Linked DNA regions of Mus musculus: region 1 is linked to region 2. A link is a contact called in public promoter capture Hi-C data. All regions are on one chromosome and are shown on one strand. The core of a region is the stretch at or near the end of the contact, and the rest is flanking DNA. Distances in the headings are between cores, read along the strand shown.

Evidence for each region. Promoter capture Hi-C pulls out the DNA fragments that hold promoters and counts their contacts.
Region 1: a contact with region 2 is called in a promoter capture Hi-C map of trophoblast stem cells, with 2.2 times the contacts expected there. The contact joins the promoter of Dsp here to the enhancer-like site in region 2. A contact is called at or near these places in 8 of 39 promoter capture datasets (the 3T3-L1 cell line, the HPC-7 cell line, embryonic stem cells and 3 more), 1 of 15 datasets of contacts at CTCF or cohesin (embryonic stem cells), 16 of 484 Hi-C or Micro-C datasets (embryonic stem cells, epidermal suprabasal cells, extraembryonic ectoderm and 4 more), 15 of 115 datasets of contacts at active chromatin or transcription factors (a colorectal cancer cell line, embryonic fibroblasts, embryonic stem cells and 7 more) and 1 of 9 other capture datasets (adipose tissue).

What each region holds. Positions count from the first base shown.
Region 1 is chr13:38,147,519-38,153,114 of GRCm38.p6, forward strand. Dsp (desmoplakin) reads left to right here and starts at 3,776. Exons shown (of 24, transcript NM_023842.2): 1 at 3,776-4,276. The coding sequence starts at 4,071.
Region 2 is chr13:38,094,489-38,099,590 of GRCm38.p6, forward strand. No RefSeq gene overlaps it. Among named protein-coding and RNA genes, the nearest start is that of Dsp, 54 kb to the right of the region's middle. Within about 2 kb of position 2,058, at least 14 of the 459 cell types and tissues checked have an H3K27ac peak or open chromatin away from gene starts, as enhancers often do. A contact at or near this core is called in extraembryonic ectoderm and trophoblast stem cells, where this site is marked.

The DNA.
Region 1 (5,596 bases), core at 2,526-5,025, 55 kb after region 2:
CACTTATGCTGGGGTAAAACTCTTGGGTCAGAGCCTCAGCGAAGGCCCAGGAATGATGGGTAAGACCAAGACTGCCCAGGCTTTAGGCCTAACCCCATCATGATGTTTCTTCTACCGGCTGCCTTCACTAGACTTCATGTGAGGAGATTTTACCACCCAAACAGACTCCATGAAGGTCGGCACAATTTATTAGCTACTACCAGGCTGAAACCCAAGACAAGGGGCAGAAAGAGTGTGTGAGAATTTCATTACTGCAGTAGAAAATGTATTTGAAATGTTCTTCTCGGACATTAAGTTTTTTTACCAAGTATGCCACCTTCCTTGGCAACAAAACAAAAAACCAACAGATGAAAGTCACTGAAAACAGAGAAATTCTCCTGTTAATCGGGAAATCTAAGCCAATAGAAATAAAGATAGTTTGGGTTTAAATAGATTTTATTTGCTTTATCAAAATGCTTTCCTCAATGAAATCTCTGAAAAGTAGGAAAGGTTGTATATACTTATGTTTTACACACATACACACACACACACACACACACACACACACACACACACACACACACACACACACTTGTAGTGTACTGGATCAAGCCCAGAGTCAAATGTGTCAGACAAGTAAGTGCTTCTTCCCAGAACTACATACTCTATAACTAAAACATTCTCTGCCAATTTAATAGGTCGTCTTCTTTATTGCACATACTTCTAGCCTAAGTTTTTGTGTGTTCTAATTTATTAGAATACTCTTCCTCTAGCAGGCAAGCTGGCCATTTTGAACTGCTGTATATGATTTGGAACAAACGTGTGCCACTTACTACAAAGAGATAATAAGGGCACCCATAGGACTCTGAGCCAGTGAATGGTTCCTGTTAACCTCATTGAAACCAAGGTGTTCTGTTTAGAGTTTTACATGTGCTCAGGATAAGGCCGAGGACTATCTCCTAGCTGCAAGGTCATTTCTAAGGTTAACCAGAGACAAGGTTGCCTGTCAGGAAACTGTCTCTGTCACTACATGGGAAGCTATCTACAAGTGGCAGGGGAAAAAATAGCTGACCTCCGTCAGCCCAGCAAGTGAAGACTTCCAGACGCTAAATCTGGTGCTTTTCAACCCCAGTTGTAAGCCAGGCAGTGGTGGTGCATACCTTTCCTTCCAGTACTGGGGGAGGGGGTGTGGTGTGGTGTGGTCTGTGGGGGTGGGGGTGAGGATGTGGGGGAGACAGGAGGTGTCAGTAGGATCTCTGAGATCAGCCTGGTCTACAGAGTGAGCTCCAGGACAGCCAGGGCTACACAGAGAAACCCTGTCTCGAAAACTCAAAACCAATGATCAAACTAACAACAAAACCCACAAATCTGGTTGTAAGAAACAGACCTTTCAGCCCTTTACTGGACCCTCATGGCTCTAAGAAAATCATAGCATACACTGTTGTGATCTCTTTCCAAATCCAGATTTTGATTTCCTTCAGGGCAAGGGCTGGCTGCATCTTACCCACCTTTGTGTGTCTAACATTGAGCCTGTGGGCTGGCCCTCGCTGATATCCAATATGACTCCTCATAGAATGCATGTTAACAAAGAGGAGATTTCTGACCTCGAGATAAAGACGGACACTTCGCATCTAGCCAAGAACTTTTGGTTCAGTAGTTGGCACCCTAAGCTTTGTATATATTTTCCATCTTTAAGAATGATTCCATGTGGTACTTCATCTCTGGTCCTTACTCTAGACGTTGGTAAGGCAGATATTCCATTTTCTGAGCTGAGCTCTAGCCTGAGTGAATTATAACATCATTATGATGATGGTCTTCCGATGTTCGTCCTTTAGCATGACCTGAAACAGCCTAGACAACTAATGTCATGTGTGTGTCTGGAGTCCACCTCCCTAGCATGTCAACCTACTTATTTCACCCTTTTATCTTCCTGGCTCGCCTTAGAGAAAGATAAATGAAATCACAGTCTTCCCAGACAGGCATGTTTGGTTAGTTTTAGAGCCACCAGTATTCTTGGGAAGGCCTGGAGGAGAGCGAGATGCAATGAGGTAGGTCAGGAAGCAAGGATGGCCATAAACCTACATCTGGTGGGCTGTGTTTTCCCATCTTCCCCTGCTTTGTAAATAGATTGACCAGCTGTGAGTCTGGGGAGGGGGGAGTACGGGCAGCCCAGCTACGGACTAACCAATGTGAGCACCCAGATGTGCTAGCTATCTCTGGTGGAGGAGAGCCTTTCTTGCTGTGAGGTGTTTCATAGAAGAATGGATTGTATTTAAGATGAATTTCCAGGTTGACTGTGCATCCTTTTCAGTATTGGAGAAAGGAGATCTCCAAATGGTTGAAACTGAGGTTCTACTATAGTATTTATGAGGACCGTGGCTGTGCGTTAGTCATCGTTGTCTTGCACAGTCTGATACAGGCCCTTCCATACAGTGTGTTATAGTTATCCACTGGACAAACAAGATGCATAAGAAGGAAAACATTCCGAATCAAATTCCGTGCATTATTTGCTGACGACCCAAACGTCTTCCGGATACTATGGGTTGTTTGTGTGGAGGCTGACTTGCGGATACGGATTCTATTTCTAAACAAAGCACTTTTGTCTACAAGCTCTTTGGCCAGGTGAGTTTGTTGTTAGAAACGAGAGGAAATTGATGGTAGTCGAACAGTGGCAGATATGGGTGGTTGAGCTAACCGTGGTAAACTGTTATCTCACTGTGCGTTTGACTCCTTGGATTTAAGTCGGTCTGCTCTGGGCAATCAGGAAGCAAACGTGCAAGCAAGATCTGTTGTCAAAAATTGTGTCCAAAACTTGGAAGTGTCATTGCAGAATTAGATAGGGCACATATTTAGAAAACCTCCTCTTCTCCTTTACAGCATACCAATGTAGTTTGGTATTTAGTTTTTGGGCTGCTTTAACCAGCTCATGAACATTTGAGAAATACATTGTACAAACAGGAAAGCTAACAGACATTATTCAGGGAGACAAGAAATATTTATTACCAAGATCTTTAAGTGGTGTTTACTAGAGAGCATTTAACGCCACCCCAAGTTATCTAAACAGCTTTTAATGGCTAGTGTACAGGGGTCTGTATCTAAAGTCAGTTTATGGAGACTACGGTGTAAATTGCACTCATCTGCTAACTGGGAGTGGCTTTGGAACCAATCGGTGGAATGTGTTACTCATCTGGAACGGTATCTGTTCAGGCTTCATGGGAGCAGAAAGGGACCCAAGTTGGGGCTCAGGAGTCTACAGGGGACAAACGTGCTCATGATTCTTTTAGAGAAATGGAAAACCACGTCTTGTTTCTGTTTCAGGCAAAGTCCTGCTATGAAGCCCAGTCTAGCCTTGAACTAAGTCCCTCATGACAAAATATTTCTGGAGAAGCCCTTTTCGGGATTCTCTGTTAAATTATCTTTTACACAACAGAAATCGAACTCTTGGGGCTATTTAAATAGAAGCTGGCATGGTTTCCTGGGATAAGCAAAAAGTCAACATTTCACTAGAGTCGTCCCATGGAGTGACCCTCCCAAGCCACTTTATTTCCGCCTCTTGGGGGAGTAGGAAATCCTCCAAAGGTGTGCCACTGTGGCTCCTAGAGCCTGAAGCAAGTCCCGCGGGGTCGCAGCCCTCCGACGGGGATCCAGTCGCCAGGTCCCCGCCCCTCGCCTCTGCTCAGGCTTCGGTGGCGCAGGGCGGAGCCGCAGGTTGGGGAGGGCGGCCCCAGGCGTCGGTGACACGCGGGGGGGAGGGCGGGGGAGGCGAGGCAGCCGCACCTCGCCCTGGGAAGAAGCCGACCAGGTGTGGCCTGGGCGCCGGGTGCCAGCGGGGAGGAGACTCGCACCGCCTCGACCAACACCAACACCCAGGCGCGACCCAGCTCCTCTGAGCCCTCGCTGCCCTCCGAGCCACAGCTCCACTCCGGTTCCCGCGCCTAGCCAGTCGCCGTCCCCGTCTCCGCCCTGCTGGAGCGCTGAGCCCTCGCCAGTCCTCCGCGTTCCGCGCTCCTCTCCCGGAGTCCCTCGCGTGCTCCGAGGCGACGCCTCGCGTATGCCGCGGCGCTGAGCGGCTCTCTTGAGTGACCGCAGACATGAGCTGCAACGGCGGCTCCCACCCGCGGATCAACACGCTGGGTCGCATGACCCGCGCGGAGTCCGGCCCGGACCTGCGCTACGAGATGACCTACAGCGGTGGCGGCGGCGGGGGCGGCGGGGGCGGCGGCGGGGGCACCAGCAGGACGTTCTACTCCCACTCCCGGCGCTGCACCGTCAACGACCAGAACTCCGACGGCTACTGGTGGGTATCAGCCCGCCGCCACCTAGCTCAGTCCCAAATCTTGGGTCAGGTAGTGGCCCGCCTCCTGGGCCAACCAGGAAACCCAGGTCTAGGCCGAGGAAAGTGCTTTGCCCCGGGTCACGGAAGCGCAGGAACGGGTGTCCCTACGCCCAGCGCTAGCCAGTGAGAACAGGGAGCTTGGGTGTGTGCTGGGACCCAGGCGACAGTCCTACCGTGAGCCTACGCAGGGTCCCACGGTCCTCACCTCTCTTCTATCCTAGAAGCGGCTCTTTTCCACCTCCACTGTGTAGGGGAGCAATGGACGGCAGGGACGCAGGTCTCTCCTTGGTCGTACCCTCTTCCTCCCCACCCCCGGTTGTCCCTTGCAAAGTGGACCCAGCTGTGATTGCCTTTGTTCCAGACCGCAGGTGGGAGGTCGGGCTAGGCGGAGCTGCGGCCCCAAAACCCAGCTTTCAAACTAACGAAAAATAAAACTTGTGAAGGGGTGGAGTTCCCTTTGCTGCCCGGTGGCCTCGGAGGGACTCAGGACTTGCAACTCATGGTCACCCCAGGGCGACGGCGGCGGAGGCCCTTAGGTTATTGGCCACCCGAGGGTATCTGCATGGAAGTTACACCCTCCACGGAGCCTGAAAGTCCCCTGTCACGCAAATGGGTTCCTTTGTAGGGATAGCCTCTGGGCACGGGCTGCAAACTTGGTCTGTTCCGCTCGCTCCCCTTTCCCCACTCTGGCCACTTGGTCACCGGGATCGCACCGGAGGCTCCGCACCTTTAAAAAAAAATCAGCCTAGTCTCCTGGAGACTTTGTAATAATTGTGGCTCTGGGCTCAGTATTAGTCATCTCTTTGATCTGTATAAAATGGGCTCCAGCTCTGGCTGAGAGGGTGACCCTGGAGAAAGCACTGTGGCGCCCAGGATTAGGAGCTGCCGAGGAACCCACGGCACAAAGGGCTGGGTCCTCTTCCCGGGATAGTCGGGTAAATACAGCGAGGGAGTCACTGGTGGGTGGGAGAAGGTAATGAGCATCCTTTCACACGGTCCCCACAGCTGCTTTCTGCAAGCCCACGTGAGCCGTGAGACTTTTGCGACCCGCCCCTTCCCAGCCCTACCTCGGTCGCGCCTCTGGAGGCGGCCGCCCCACTACCTTAATACTTCGCAGCGCAGTGGCCGCAGGCGGAGGAGGAGAAACCTAATGGCTCCGATGGCGTTTTGTTTTGCAAGCAGTTTTAGAGATCCGACAGTCCTTCCAGTTGCAACTCGTTTTCTGTTTAAATTTATTTATTTCTCAGGCAGCAGGATACCTTTTCTCATTAGAGATCTTTG
Region 2 (5,102 bases), core at 808-3,307:
AAAATATTTTTAAATGGTTTGTTTTTGTTTTGTTTTAAAGTGTGTGTTTGCTTGTATGTGTGTGTTGGGGGGTATGTACACTTCAATGTGTAAGGGTCCAAGAATTGCCAAAGAATAGCACCTTGGACTCAGATAGTATGCAAAAGCAAAGAGTGTTTATTCCATGGAAATCCAGCATGTAGGGGTCTATCATTAATCTAAATGGAGACCCCAGACAAAGGCTTGCAGACTTATTGATAGGGAACTAAGAGGAATTTTAGCTAGTGTTAGGTAATCTAAAATGTGACTGATGGGTGCCAGGGATGTTACATGGGTTGGTTTCTGATTGGCTTCTATGTTAGTTTTACCATATTTGATGAGGCCTTGAGGAAATTCCAGGAACAGACTCAACTCCAAGCTTGTCTCTCTTTGACAGAGCCATCGGGGATTAACAAGCCATCATCAGTAGCTCCCTCTGAGAACTGCTTCCCTGGGAAACCGAAACATTTCTATTTCTAAGGGTTTTATTTCTTATGGGACCTCTCAGGTCCAGCTAGCTGCCCAAGGTGGCCACAAGAGCATGTCCAGCCTGGAGCAGCAAAGGGCTGTGAGGCATCTGCAGTGGAATTCAGACTGTCTGCCACAGCAGCACATGGTCTTAACCCCTGAACCACTTCTCCAGCCCTGTTTTCTTACTGTACTTTACTTTGCAAATATATTGAAAATATCAAAAAAGGAATAGAGTTTAGGTGTTTTCTTCCCCTCCAAAATGGTAGACACAAGAGTGCTGGTGATAGATACTCACAAATACACTATAGATCCAAATATTGCTCACCTACTCAGTCTTGCTACAAGCTGAGCTTCGATAGACTTTGCTTTCATCTCTTCCTGTCATGGAGTTGAGTTTTAACAGCTCAGAGAGGGACAATATGATTGTGGAAGTGACTGGCTCATGGTTGCACAGTTTCTTGTTTTACTTTGTTTATGACTCTCTGAGACAGGGTCTCACTCTGTAGCTCTGGCTGACCTGGAACACACCATGTAGACCAGGCTGACCTTGAATCCACAGAAATCTGCCTGCTTCTACCTCCCGAGCACTAGGATTGAAGGTGTTCACTACCATGCCCGCTGTATTTTTGTCTTGACAAACTTGAAGTTTGCAAGTAGACCATAGATTATGGGAGCTAATGAATCTTTTAACTGTGAGCTGTAATCTCTTAACTGTGGTTTCTTTGTTGACATAAAGAATGTGATTTAATGCCTCTGCTAAGAGCACTGGAAAATTCTAAAATAAAGTATTATTATTGACCAAAGTAGAGATTTCAAAGTTCAATTTGTTTGGCAGGAGGAAAGGTTCTCTTATAAGAAGACCACCACCCCCCCAACCCTCATGCCAACACACACACACACAAGGTCTTTGCTATGTAGCCTTAGCTAGACTGGTACTTAACATGTAGTCCATCTGCCCTCAAACTCAAGGCAATCCTCCTACCTCAGCATCTTAAGTGCTGGGATTCTGGGCATATGTTGCCTGACAATTATTAAACTCAACATTAGTAAGTGTTTGTAAGAGGATGACTTGAAACGCACGTTTGGGTGTATCCTTGTTTTAGAATATAGTTTCCTTTCATTGGCCTCCTGGGAAAAGATTTACTTTTCTTTGCAACAAGTCCTTAAACAGAAGGAATGTCAGCCCCTACAGGAACTGGTGGAGGCAGCCCTCTGAATTAATTAGCCACAGCTGGAAGGGAAGAGTAGCTTGCCTCTCTCCACACCTATTCCTGAACTACAAGAAAGAAAACCATCCCAACAGCTGGAAGCCACCCAGAAGGCAGGTACAGACCCTGCTCCTCCCGGCATGCCCATTCCCTGAGGTGTACCACCATCCCGGAAAGTCTGGTTGCAGCTGGCATCCTGTGCAGGCAGGCTTGGTCCTGATAGGTGACGTTGTGGCTGCCAGGACAGGCTTGTACTTAGGCTCTGGTGTGTGAAGCAGCCACACCACAATGCTGAACTAGGATTCTAGAGACACTCTCAAGCCTCAGTCACCGAGGCCTGGTGGTGAAAAGCTCTGGGAAGGGCCCATTTTCCTTGTCACACCTTCAAAACAAACAAATGGCTGAGCAATGCTACACCCAAGAGTTGATGGCGCGGCACTCAAATTTCTCTCGATTCTGCTGTGTAAAACAAGAGTTCAGAACCCACTTAGGGGTGGGCACGATAGATCAATACCTGTAATTCCAGCACTTCAGAAGCCGAGCCAGGAGGATTGCCCTGGGCTTGAAGAGAGTCGGAGCAATCCTGACATCCTGTCTCAAACAAAACAAAACAAAACAAAACAAAACAAAACAAAACAAAACAAAACAAAACACCCAAACCCAGAACTCATCTGGGGTTGCTCAGCTGCTCTGAGGTCCACTGTCTTTCTCTTTATTGCTGGTGCTTATCCTTGTAACAGGAAGGGCTTTCTTCAGAGGAACTCAGAGCCTGATAAACCTGGTAACACAGAGAACATTTTTGGCTAAGGTGTCCAAAAGAGCAGACAAGTCTATGCAAGGTGTTTGGCCCAAATTTAGCCGCAGACACCCGAGAGTGTATGAGCAAAGGTGTTTAGTAAGGGTTTCCTGGGAGACAGTTTGGGCATCAGTGCTGGTCACACACACAAGATCTCCTTCTGCTTGGTGGGTTCTGCTCCTCTGATCTGTGTGACTGCACCTGTGCAATGCAAGATTCTGGATTCCTTCAGCCTTACAGTAAGTTTTAAAATCAGACAAATAGAGACAACTTTGTCGTTTTCTAAAATTGTTTGGGTGGTCTTCATCATTGTTTTTCTCTATAGCTTTTAAGGTCAGCTTAATAAATTCTATTTTTAAAAAAAGTCTGTTAAGATTTCTAAAGGCATGGTGGCCCGTGCCTTTAATCCCAGCACTCAGAAGGCAGGCTGATCTCTGAATTTGAGGCCAGCCTGGTCTGCAGAGAGTGTTCTAAGACAGCTAGGGCTACACACACAGAGCAGCCCTGTCTTGAAAACCAAACCAAACCAACTAACCAACCAAAGATTTCTAAAGGCTGGGGAGAGACTCAGTGGGTGAGAGTTCACACACCCAGCTCACATGTGCAAAGCTAGGCATTGCTGTGCATGCCTGTACCACCAGCCTTGGGAGACAGAGACAAGTCGATCCTGAGAGCACACTGGACAAAATGGTGCTTACCAAGAAACCCTGTCTCAAGATAAAAAAAAGATGGGACATAATACAGGAGGATACCTAATGTTCTGCTCTGGCTTCTGCACATGTTTGCATGAGCACATACACCTGTATGTTCACAGGCATGCATCACATGCACAAATAAGTAACACACACAAAAAAGATTCTGGGTAAAATGGTGTTGTGGTTAGTCACCTGGGAAGAGGCAACCTCGGATGGGAAAAATGCCTCTTTCAGATTGGCCTGGAGGCAAGTCTGGGAGATGCTCTCTTGGATAATGATTGATGTGGAAGGAGCCAGCCCTCTGGAGGTGGTACCAGCCCTCAGTCCACTGTACCAGCCCTGGCCAGGTGGTCCTGAATTGTATATATATATAAAAAGCAAGCTGGGCAAGCCATGGGGAGCAATCCAGTAAGCAGCTGGGCGGGCTAGTTTTATGCCAACTTGACACAAACTGAAGTCATCTGAGAGGAGGGAACCTCAGTTAAGAGAATGCTTGCAAGGCTGGAGAGTTGGCTCAGTGGTTCAGAGCACAGGTTGTTGTTGCAAATGACCTGGGTTTGATTCCCAATACACACACACACACACACACACACGTGCGCGCGCGCGCGCGCACACACACACACACACACACACACACACACACACAGGGTTACCACCTCCTCAAGCACCAGCCTGTGTGGTGCAAAGACACCCATGAAGAAAAAATATTCATACACATAAAATATGAGAGAGAGAGAGAGAGAGATCATAAGATTGGTCTGTAGGCAAGCTTGTAGGGCATTTTCTTAGTGATTGATGGGGGAGGGTCCAGCCCATTGTGGGTAGTCCCAACCCTAGGCTGGTGGTCTTTGCTTCTATAAGAACAAAGGCTGAACACGTCATGAAGAACAAGTCAGTAAGTAGCACGCCTCTGTGGCCTTGCATCATCAGCTCCTGCCTCCAGGTTCTTGCCAGGTTGTGAGTTCCTGTGCTGACTTCCTTTGATGATGTACAATGATATGGAACCATAGGTAGAATAAACCCTTTCCTCCCCAAGTTGCTTTGGTCATGAACTACAGAACACCGAGGCTGATGGTGAAGCTGAAGGCTTCCACTCCCCTCTCCTCAGCATTCTCCCCATCCTTGTACCAAGCTGAGAGAGAGCAAGAGGGCACCCACCACAGAGGGCGTTTAGAATTATGCCGCTCAACCCCGCATAGGTGTGTCAGAAACTCACTTCAGATGTAATGGATTCGAGCCAGAGTGAATCATATAATGGAGAATTCAAAGTATGACTTAGAAGTGCGTGCAGTGCTTGGAATGAGATGGATCCCATAGGCTCATGTGTTTGAACACTTGGTCTCCAGTGCTTGCTACACAGGGAAGGTTCTGGAACCTTTATGAGGTAGAGCGCTGCTGGAGGAAGCATGACACAGAACATATTTTGAGGATTATAACTTCACTCACACTTCTTGTTCCCTCTCTGATCCTGTGTATGGATGAAAATGTGACTCGCCAGCAATAAGCAAAACAAACAAACAAGCCCCAAATAAACAAAACCTTTTAAAAACCCAAATCAACCCAAAAATATCCCTCTTCTCAAGTTGCTTTTGTTCATCATATTTTATCACAGAAGCAAAACAAAAACCAAAAAAAACCAAAAACAAAATAACTAATAACAAGCTCCTGGATGAATTCCAAGTTAACTCACAAAGACCCAGCTGGATGAAGTCAGGAATTTATAGGCCCTAGAAAGAAATCTTAAAACGTTTAAAAGATTTATTTTATGTTTATTGTTTGAAGATGTGTTTATGTATGTGGGTGCTTTGTCTGCGTGTATAGCTGCACACCAGAAGGAAGCTCTGGAATGGTTGTGAGCCACCAGGAGAGTGCTGGGAATTGAACTCGGGACCTTTGGAAAAGCAGCCATTGCTT